Regions from separate parts of the Mus musculus genome. Here region 2 is linked to region 1. A link is a contact called in public promoter capture Hi-C data. All regions are on one chromosome and are shown on one strand. Each heading gives the region's core, a stretch centred on a gene start, on an enhancer-like site or on the middle of the called end of the contact. The rest is flanking DNA. Distances are from core to core; before and after follow the strand shown. Region 1 holds the start of Sez6 (seizure related gene 6). Region 2 holds the start of Myo18a (myosin XVIIIA).

Evidence for each region. Capture Hi-C pulls out chosen DNA fragments and counts their contacts.
Region 2: a contact with region 1 is called in a promoter capture Hi-C map of adipose tissue. The contact joins the promoter of Myo18a here to the promoter of Sez6 in region 1. A contact is called at or near these places in 5 of 39 promoter capture datasets (the SN4741 cell line, cranial neural crest, embryonic stem cells and 2 more), 2 of 484 Hi-C or Micro-C datasets (beige adipocytes and embryonic stem cells), 2 of 115 datasets of contacts at active chromatin or transcription factors (both in embryonic stem cells) and 3 of 9 other capture datasets (adipose tissue, liver and pancreatic islet).

The regions. Positions count from the first base shown.
Region 1 is chr11:77,928,696-77,933,504 of GRCm38.p6, reverse strand. It overlaps Sez6 (seizure related gene 6), which reads right to left and starts at 2,666. Exons shown (of 17, transcript NM_021286.4): 1 at 2,391-2,666. The coding sequence starts at 2,445. Gm11190 (predicted gene 11190) reads left to right here and starts at 4,217. Exons shown (of 3, transcript NR_033549.1): 1 at 4,217-4,247.
Region 2 is chr11:77,775,183-77,779,991 of GRCm38.p6, reverse strand. It overlaps Myo18a (myosin XVIIIA), which reads right to left and starts at 2,757. Exons shown (of 41, transcript NM_001291213.1): 1 at 1,678-2,757. The coding sequence starts at 2,676.

The DNA.
Region 1 (4,809 bases), core at 1,417-3,916:
CAGCTCCTGTTAAACTGTCTTCTCCCCCACTGTGGCAAGACTTCCCTGGCACTTCCCATGGGTTGGGAGGATGCCCCATAGTATGTCATGTCTGTCGTACCTGGAACAGATTACATCTAAGCGACTGCAAAAGAACTAGGGGCTTGAGCCTGTAGGGTGGAGCACTATCCATCTATCTCTTTGGTTTTCAGAGCCTCTTCCTTCCCTGGCCACTGAAGGTTGGAAGTTTAGACTGTGGCTGACTGTGTCCCTCTTGTAAGCAGAGCTCTGAGGTCTCCCGGGCTGCCAGGCTGCAGCGATGCATCCTCTGGCTAAAAGACTTGCAGCCAAAGGCCTTTACTCTGCAAATCTCTCCTTTAATAAACTCTTCAGGAATCTCAGATAGCCAAGTGAACTACCTCCAAAATGAGAGGGCTCAGAACCCTAATGATGAACCTTCCATCTATGTTAAATAGGTGGGGCCTCCTGGTCACCCAGATCTGGGTCCAGGCTCTCTCACATGCCAGGTTAGCCACTGCTTCCAAATCCTCTCTTTCTACCTATAAAACACATAGTAAGGCAACCCCACTACACGGGAGAAGCCAATGAACCACAGGACACTGGCTGGGGACACAGACTTCTGGCGAGAGTGGGTAAATTCCTCCCAACGCGAACCTCAACACCTCCAATCTGGGCTGGACTCTCGGCCATACCAGCTTTCTTCTTGGAGACCTATGGTCTCTCTCCAGCTCTGCAAGGAGCTGGCTGGCAGAGACTACACCTCCACACTGGTGGCTTAACTGATGAATTGTCACCCAACACTCAGAGCTCCTGAACTGCAGACATCCTGAGACCTGAGGAATCCAGATCACACACTCAGATAAGAACTTCCATTGCTAGGAAACAGACACAGACTGTTCCAGGAAAGGAGCTAGGATGTGGCCATACCCCACTCAGGTCCCGAATGCAGAGAGATATCCTTAGATTTCTGGCCCAGAAGATGGGTTTCTCTTCATCCCTTCTTATCCCTGGAGTGGGCTTCTTTTTCCTCCCAGCAAGGTGAACATATAATTCCAAGTTTTCCTAGTCTTAGGAGGAGCCAGTGTGGGCAGCCAGGTGGGCTGGGCAAAGATGTGGTCTACTTGTGGGTAGAGCTAGAGATTCAAAGATGTTCTCCCTCTCCATCCCCCGGGACGGGAAAAGAGCGGCTTGGTACTAGCCCAGCCCCGAGCAGCCCTGGTCTGGCTGTTCTGACCTCCAAACTCTCCGGCCTTCGAGGATGGAGCCCGAAGGTTACAAATCTCCCTCCCTCCCTCCTTGACAGCAGACGCTAGGAACCATAACCATATGGCGAGGGACTTTGAGTCCCAAGTCAAAAGTGCAGTTTCGCGGACCCCAGCAGGCGATTAGTAAAAGCGGAGAATGACCTAAGCATTTGAAGACTCCCGAGACCACTTGCTTCAGACCCTTCCTGCTTCCCATTCATCTTTCCTCCAAACTCCCTTGGTGCTAACTCCGAGGCCAAGCGTTTCTTGACCGAGATCAATGAAGTTAGGACTTGACTCGGCGTCCGGGGCTGGGACAAACGGTGAGTTCCGCTAACTAGTCTGCGGCTCCGAGGTCGATAGAACCCGGCAGGAAGGCAGAGCCGAAGAGAAGCAGCGCTCCGTGCATGTGCGTGTGTGCATGTGTGTGTCTGTGTGCAAGAAAAGAATTTCAGGGAGGGCAGCCAGTCCCAGGACCTCAGTTGCTGCAACCCAGAGAAGAGCGAGGGGCTGGGCAGTGGGCTCTCAGGGTCCCCGGATATGTTTCCCCAGAATTGTGTTCTAGGTTCCAATCCTGACTTGACAGCGTCAAGGCAGAGGTAGGTGAGAGATGTCCCAGTCCCGGGTCCGGCCACCACCCGACCCAGTTCCTCTGCAGTGAGGATACGAGGGACCCAGAATAAGCGGCAAAGTCGAGCGAAGTTTGGAGACCAGCGGGGTAGGCAGAACGGCGGGCTGGTAGCTGGGCTGTCCGGACTCTGCACCCGCGACCTGCCGCCCCCCCCGCAACGCGCCCGGGCGCCCCTAGACGCCTGGAGTGGAGCGAGGGAGCGCGCGGGAGAGCGCGTGTGTGCGGGGAGGGGGTGGCGTGATGAATTGCAGCAGAGAAATCCCATTAGATCCGGGGAGATGATTAAAGGCGAGGTCTCGGCCGGGCGCGAATGGCGGGAGCCGCGGCGGCTTCCCGCCCGTAGAGCCCGCGCCCCGCCCGGCTGGGTCGGCGCCGGGGACAGCGCAGCCGGCGGGACGTGGTGCTTGGGAGGAACAACAGGACGCACGGAGCAAGGCGCCGGGATGGTCTTGCTTTCCTACCCCTGGGAGTCCGCGCCCGCCCCCGTCCTGTGGCCGGACGCCCGGGTCCCTTACCGTGAGCCAGGAGCGCCAGCAGCGAGGGCAGGAGCAGCAGGGCTGCTGGGCGCATGGTGCTGCTTGCGGCCGCGCCCCGGGTCGGGGCCGCGGTAGGGGAACTGGGGACTGGGAGAGGCGTGGGCGCGGGGGGCAGAGCCGGTCCCGGGGAGAGCAGCGGGGCCGCCGCCGCCGCCGCCAGCGCCTGACAGAATCAGCACCACGGCCAGCGCCTGGCGTCGGCGCCCGGGATCGCCGCGCGGGGCTGGGGGCGGGGGCGCAGGAGGAGCGGCTTACCGTAAAGTCTCAAGCAAAGGCGCAGAAGACCCAGCGGCAAGAGAACAGGCTTTCGAGCCCTGGGGAAAGGACTGCCCTGCTAATGTGGCACACAGCCCCCGCCTTCCCGAGCTGCCCACGCCCAGCCAAGCTTGCCACCCTCTCCCGGGTTTGTAGCTTACCAAGGTGTCAGGTTCTAATCGGATTCTCCATTAAAGAGAACACCCCCTCCTCACCTCTCTCTCCACCCCACCTTGGTACCTGACAGCTACAAGGGTGATCTGGAAAGATGCACATCAGTGAGGCAGCTGGTGAGGCCCGCCTGCCCTTGTGGCAGCTCCATCCTGGGCCGATAATGAAGACGGCTTTTGAACGTACAAAGGACAATAAATTATTACTTTGCGCTCAATAAATGCCAGGGCTCCAGGCAGCTGCATCAGCAGCAAACTGTGCTCACAGAAAAGCTTAATTATCCTGATATTATAGTTAAAAGCCAGTGGCACTTGTGTCCTGGGGAGACATTCTCCACTTGGTAGGGGGCAACCTGGGTCAAGCTGTGGGGTGCTGAAGGCAGCACCCTGGGTCCCCATGTAGCCATGGGGTTCCAGACCTTGCTTCCTCTATTTCCTCTGTAGAACAAGAATAGCCACAGGAACACAGATCTTTTATGCCAATACCAGCTTCGGTCTTGGAACTGACGAAGAAAATGGGATAAGCATGAATATCAGGGGTCTTTATGACTGTTTTAGTTTTAAATTTTCATTTTTTTTTTTACCAGGACCTGGCACATGATTCCATACTTGATAGATAGGGAGGGGCTCTACCACTGAGCTACACCTTCAACCCACCAGGTGTAGCTGATTGTTTCAGATGGAGGAAAACTTGAAGAAGGGGCAGTAACCCCAGAGTAGTTGGAATAGTCAATAGCACAGAAAAATAAGATCCCATGACTTTGTGACCTGAGGAACCCCAGTAAGCCATGGGCCAATAACAGGCTAGCCATAGCTGTGCAGAACTAGAGGCTATTATTCAGACCCAAGGGACATGGTTAGGCTTGTTACTGAATTTCAGTGGACTCAACAGGACACAACCACGTGGCTGATGTTAATATCTGTAGAGGAAGAAGGAGGCCCTCAAAGGGCAGCTTAATGTTGAGTTCTTTCCATGTGAACGTGGGTCAAACCCCAACAATTTGTCCACAGCACTTCCCCCATCTCATCCTGGAAGCAAGTGACTTCTGCCCTAAGTTTCATTCCTAGGAGAGTCTTTCGGTCCTTACAGTCTTCCAGCTTTGCTCCTTTGATGCTCTGTAGATCCTTTTGTGGGCTCTGGGGAGCCATCTTGCTTGCTGTAAAGAATCCCAGGCAGCAGGTGGCATGTGGAGTTATCTGGGGAAGATGCTGGGTGAGGATTTTGGACAGTTGTCTGGTGAATTGGAAGAGAAAGGAGAGTAGCAGAAGGGATGGCAGGTAGGGGAGCCTTTGAAGAAAAGATCAGAAATGTGGAGAAGCCAGGAGAGAGGGACGGAGGAAAGGGAAAACAAGACCTGCCCACAGAATGGGAGAACAGGCGCAGAAGTGCCTGACTGAAGTCTGGAAACGGGTGAGTGCCATGAGGCTCTTCCTTTCTCACAGGCATTCCTGACATTTCTCACATCCCTGGGTCCTTCAGGACTACACAGCTCTGGGAAAAGGGGGTTGAGCCACAATGCAGGATGAACCTGATCTATCAGGATAGTTCCTCCTGACTTAAAGGCTTCTGGAGGTCTCACCCGACTATCTTGGCAGTAGGGCTCTGGATGAGCTGGGGACTACCTATAAGAAGAAAGGTAAGGAAATTTTCTGGGAACCTGCAACATGGCCTTCCTGACTGCCTGGGATACAAGAGGGAGTCCATTGCAGACTACAATCCCAGGATACAACACTCTCTCCTGAACCCAGGGAATGGATCTGCACTGCATGACTAGAGTAATAATACGGTTTGCTGTCATTCTTTACTGAAGATCTGGTAAACATGGCTTCTGTGGAATGGGTTCCCAGCAAGCTTGAGGCAGAGCCTGGACCAATCTAGGGAGCAGTAGAGGTTTTGGTAAACATCCTTTCTCATGCCTTTCAAAGGGCCCATTCTTCCTAGACATCGGCATTGCCCATAATGGAGGGCAATA
Region 2 (4,809 bases), core at 1,508-4,007, 150 kb after region 1:
GCTTTTAACTGCTAAACCATCTCTCTAGCCTCCTCTTGTTCTTCTTATTTATTAATATTAGTGTGTGTGTGTGTGTGTGTGTGTGTGTGTGTGTGTGTGTGTGTAAGCACACAGAGGTCAGAGGACAATTTTTAGAAGTTGGTTCTCTCATTCTCTGGGATCCAGATACCAAACTTAAGACTGATAAGCTTGCATGGTAAGTGAATTCCCCATTACCTGATGAGCCATCTCTCTGGCCCTCAGTGTATACCTCTAAAATGAATAAGTCCAGGTCCCTCTCTGGATTCTATAGAAGCATTATCCTACCCACTAACCTCCCTCTGCAAAGCTGCCTAAACCCAACCAGTTCCACTACAGGAAGGCCTGGAACACAAGTCCAGTGTGTCTGCCTAGGTCTGACCTGCCTCTCTTAGCCTCCTCTGGACCCAGTAGACTTCGAGACTGGGTCATCACCCTGAGCATCCTCATCACCCCAAGCATCCTACTCCCCCTCACTGGGAGCTGGGCTCTGCCTGCTTCCTCCCCACTTCCTCCCCTTTCCAACTTTATCACATCTGGCTAATCACTTAGTGCTGAAAGGTCCCAGGCAAGTCACTCATTGCTCAGGCTGCAGGACATAGATCTGGACAATGCTAAAACACACAGCTGGACAAGAACAATGACTGAAGGCCACCTAGTCTGTCATACACCATGTCCACACAGGACATTCAAAATTCTTTTACTCTCCCTGCACCAAAAGATTACCAAGGTTATAAGACTTGGTGTTCCACGGAGACCTAACCATGCATTTGATTTGAGTGCTCTCCTGCCTCCCACTGGAGTTCATGGCGATCACAACTAGTGGATCTCACAGACAGTCAGACTGCAGACTGTCTTTGTAGTGTAGATAAACCTAAACCACAACCATTGTTTATAAGTTCTTTATGCCCTGACTCCTAGTATCTTGCTCACTCGGGGTGAGAGGACATCTCACCTAGAACTATAACCATGGCAGCTAGACATCCCAGATAGCCATGATTTTAGGTCATTTGCCATATTGTTTTCACCCCTGAAATCTAAACAACATGGGCTTCCTATACTCACAGCTTCTCAGATCTCAAAGTGGCACCTGTTAACCTACATCTCCAATTGAGGGCTCAACAAATATAGTACCCAAGCCTCTAAGCTATAAGCTATGATGAAACTTGAACACTTTCTCACCAACTACCCACTGGCATCTCTCTCTCTCTCTCTCTCTCTCTCTCACACACACACACACACACACACACACACACACACCCTGCCCCCGATAGTACCAGGCCAAAGCTGATCTTAACCCAATGCCCTTGAAAACTCACAAGGTTTACTTCAATCACTTCAATCCAAAAGGGCATTGAAGGGAACCTCAGACCCGGATGTCCAGCTGAATTGCTAAGGACTTTCTCCCAGTGAACTTTTGGGGGGTTTCCTTCAGCTTCTTGACAAGGCACAGAAGAAGCAAAGGTGTTTAATGAGTTTCCAGAGGGGCACCCTCTCCTGGACTGGCTTCTCCCTATTGGCCCAGCTCCCCATTTCCACACTCGCTAAGATCTGCTCACAGTTCCTGGGTACCCTCAAGCACCCATTTAAGTACACTACCGAGAGATGCTCACATACACAAACTCTTTGCTCACCCCTGATACCCAGGGAAGCACTCACATCAGCCGGCTCCCTGCGGTGTCCCTCGCCAGTCCGAAGCCAGCTCCGGCTCAGCTCGCTAAGCTCTGGGATGGGCTGTACCTTGAGCCGCACACTGTCCCCAGACTGCCGGATCATCTCCACAATTTCATCCCTGGATTTATTCTCCACATTCTGTCCATTAATCTCCACCAGTCGATCTCCTGGTACCAGCCCCAAGGCCAGGTCCTTGGTGCCTGCCCCTGGCTCAGCAAAGTGAACCACCCGTCGATAAGCCTGACCCTCAGGGGCCCGATCCAGCATGGTTGTGCGCCGCAGTGAGAAGCCAAAGTCTCCTGTGGGTCTTCGTTGTAACTCCAGCTCCCGGAGAGCAGGAGGTGGTGGTGGCACCAGAGCGGGAAGACGTAGATCAGCTGGGAATCTTTTAGTCACCAGCTCAGGGACTCGAGACCGTGGTCCTGGTCGAGGAATGCCTAGCCCAGGATGCTGCATTAGCTGTCCCTCAAGCGTCCGCACCTCTACCTGAGGTGATGGGGCTGCAGAGTGCTCTGAGGGGGTTGAGGTCTCCGAGGCACTCTCATCCCGGCTCCGTTGAGAGAAGGAAAAACGTTTGACAATCATCTGAGAGTTCTGCTTGGCCAGTGAACCGAACTTGGCTGCCCGCTGCAGCACAGAGCCCCGGAAGCTGCCTTCTTCACCCTTGAGGTCATCACTGGAGCTGGCTGTGCTTAGGTGTCCTGAGTCCAGGATGATGCTACCCCGATTGCTGTCAGAGTCAATGTCCGTCAGGTGCAGGTCAGAGCCACTGGCCACCTTGATAGGGATGGGGTTGGAGATTTCCAGGCGCGTCTTAGATTCCCGCTTGGAGGACCGGTTCAAGTTGAAAAAGCCACGGCGCATGCTCATCTCTTCCAGGCTCCGCAGTTCTGCCGCAGACATCCTCTCCTTCTTCTCCTTTTTTTCCTTCTTCTCCTTCCGCCCGCCATCTTTGTCCTTATCTTTCTTCATGAGGTTAAACATGGTGGGTGTGCTGTTTTTAGGGGTTGTATCCCCAGCTGACTATGAGTGCTTAACACAGGGTCTTTGGACCCCACCTTGTAGCTGCAAGTAGAAACAGAGAAAAGAAATTCAGGGTTTTTTTCCAGTTCAGACAGAGGCAGCGGATACTGATAAACCAGTCACCCCTTGTGGAGTGCTACTGATGTACCAGGCAACCTGATTTACATAATTTTTTCTAATTTCACTTCACCCTTTAGACCAAAGCATAGGTGTGCCTGGAGAGACTTGACTTACAGAAAACACAAATTGCAACCTGGAACATAAACGGAAATGGAACACAAAAGGAAACGGAAGGGGCTCTGCAGCATCACCTCCCCACAGGCAGTCCACTGAAGCGATGGGCATCCCACGTGACTGCCCCCCCATGGTATCCCCAGAGCCGCAGCCTTAGCCCCTGCCTCAAAGACCTTGGAGGGTCCAACTTTTTAAAACAATATTCATTTGTATGAGAGTTTTGCCTGTCTGTATGTGCATCACATGGACATCCATGTGGACGCTGGGAGCTGAATCCTGCTCTGGAAGAGTAACAGGTGCTCTTAACCACAGAGCCATCTTTCTAGCACCTGGGATTAGCATTTATATGACGTGTGTTTGTTTGTTTGTTTGTTTGTTTGTTTGTTTGTTTTTCCAGACAGGGTTTCTCTGTGTAGCCCTGGCTGTCCTGGAACTCACTCTGTAGACCAGGCTGGCCTCGAACTCAGAAATCCACCTGCCTCTGCCTCCCAAGTTCTGAGATTAAAGAGATGCACCACCACTGCCCGGCTTTACGATGTGTCTTATCGGGAGCTTCACACATACCCCTTCCTATTCAGTCCTCACAGGTGAGAAAAATGGCTCTTGGGAAATTAAGGATGTGTTAGGGGCTAGTCATCAAATGAGTGGCTGTGCTGCTGTGTCCCATCTGATGCCCTGGGTGCCCAAAGTAAATCGGGAAGGGAAGGAAGAGGAAGTCCAGACTGCACACAGGACAGACAGTTGCGAGGTGGGGGTGGCGTGGGGTCGGCTAGATAAACAGGATCCTGAAAAACTCACATCCTTTTCCCCAGACCAATGCCTAAATATAGCCTAGGGAAGAAAGTTGTGGCCGCCTGAGAGAGAAGGCCGGATCCAGGATGTGAGAGCACCTAGGGCCCTAACCTACCCCCATTCTCATGCATACCCGATTAGGGGCAGGAGTAAGAAAAACCTGGTTGGGAGGGGGAGGGGGGAAGCCCCAGAGGGCCTTTCTTGTTCTAACCAGCAGGGAACACAAAATAAAAGTAGGCCACACCGTCTAATTAGAAATTAAGTGTAATTTCTCTCTCTCCATGAATGCCTCCCCTCTGAATTCCAGACAGAGGGTCTCTGAGCTTATTCCCTCCAGCAATGGCCTATTGCCAGGCCCTGGCTAGGCATTTCCTCTCTCCCCAACCCCCAAAGCAAGGCAAGGCCCTCCACTATCCCCTTTCCACTGAGGGACAAGCTCCCACCAGCCAAGGTTCAACGCCCAGGCAGGCAGTGAGACCAGGAACTCCCAAGCTAATTGCTCACAAGTTTGATTCTGTATAATCACACATGGCAACCCACAGACATCTGGAACTCCACTTCCAGGAGACCCAATGTCCACTTCTGGCCTCATGGGCACCAGGCACATTTGTGGCCCAAACACATACATGTAAGCAAAATGCCCACACACATAAAATAAATAAATAAATAACAATTAAAAAGAAAGAAATTGCCAGGCAGTGGTGGCGCACGCCTTTGATCCCAGCACTTGGGAGGCAGAGGCAGGCGGATTTCTGAGTTTGAGGCCAGCCTGGTCTACAGAGTGAGTTCCAGGACAGCCAGGGCTACACAGAGAAACCCTGTCTCAAAAAGACAGACAGACAGACAGACAGACAGACAGACAGACAGACAGAAAGAAAGAAAGAAAGAAAGAAAGAAAGAAAGAAAGAAAGAAATTGGTGAATTTGGGCAGGGTGACACATACCTACAATTCTAAGTACTTGGAAGGCTGAGACAGGATCTTAAATTTAAGGCAAATTTGGCCAGTAACTAGAAACTTTGTTTAAAAAACAAACTAGATAAACTTAAGTTCCATTTACGGGCTGGCGA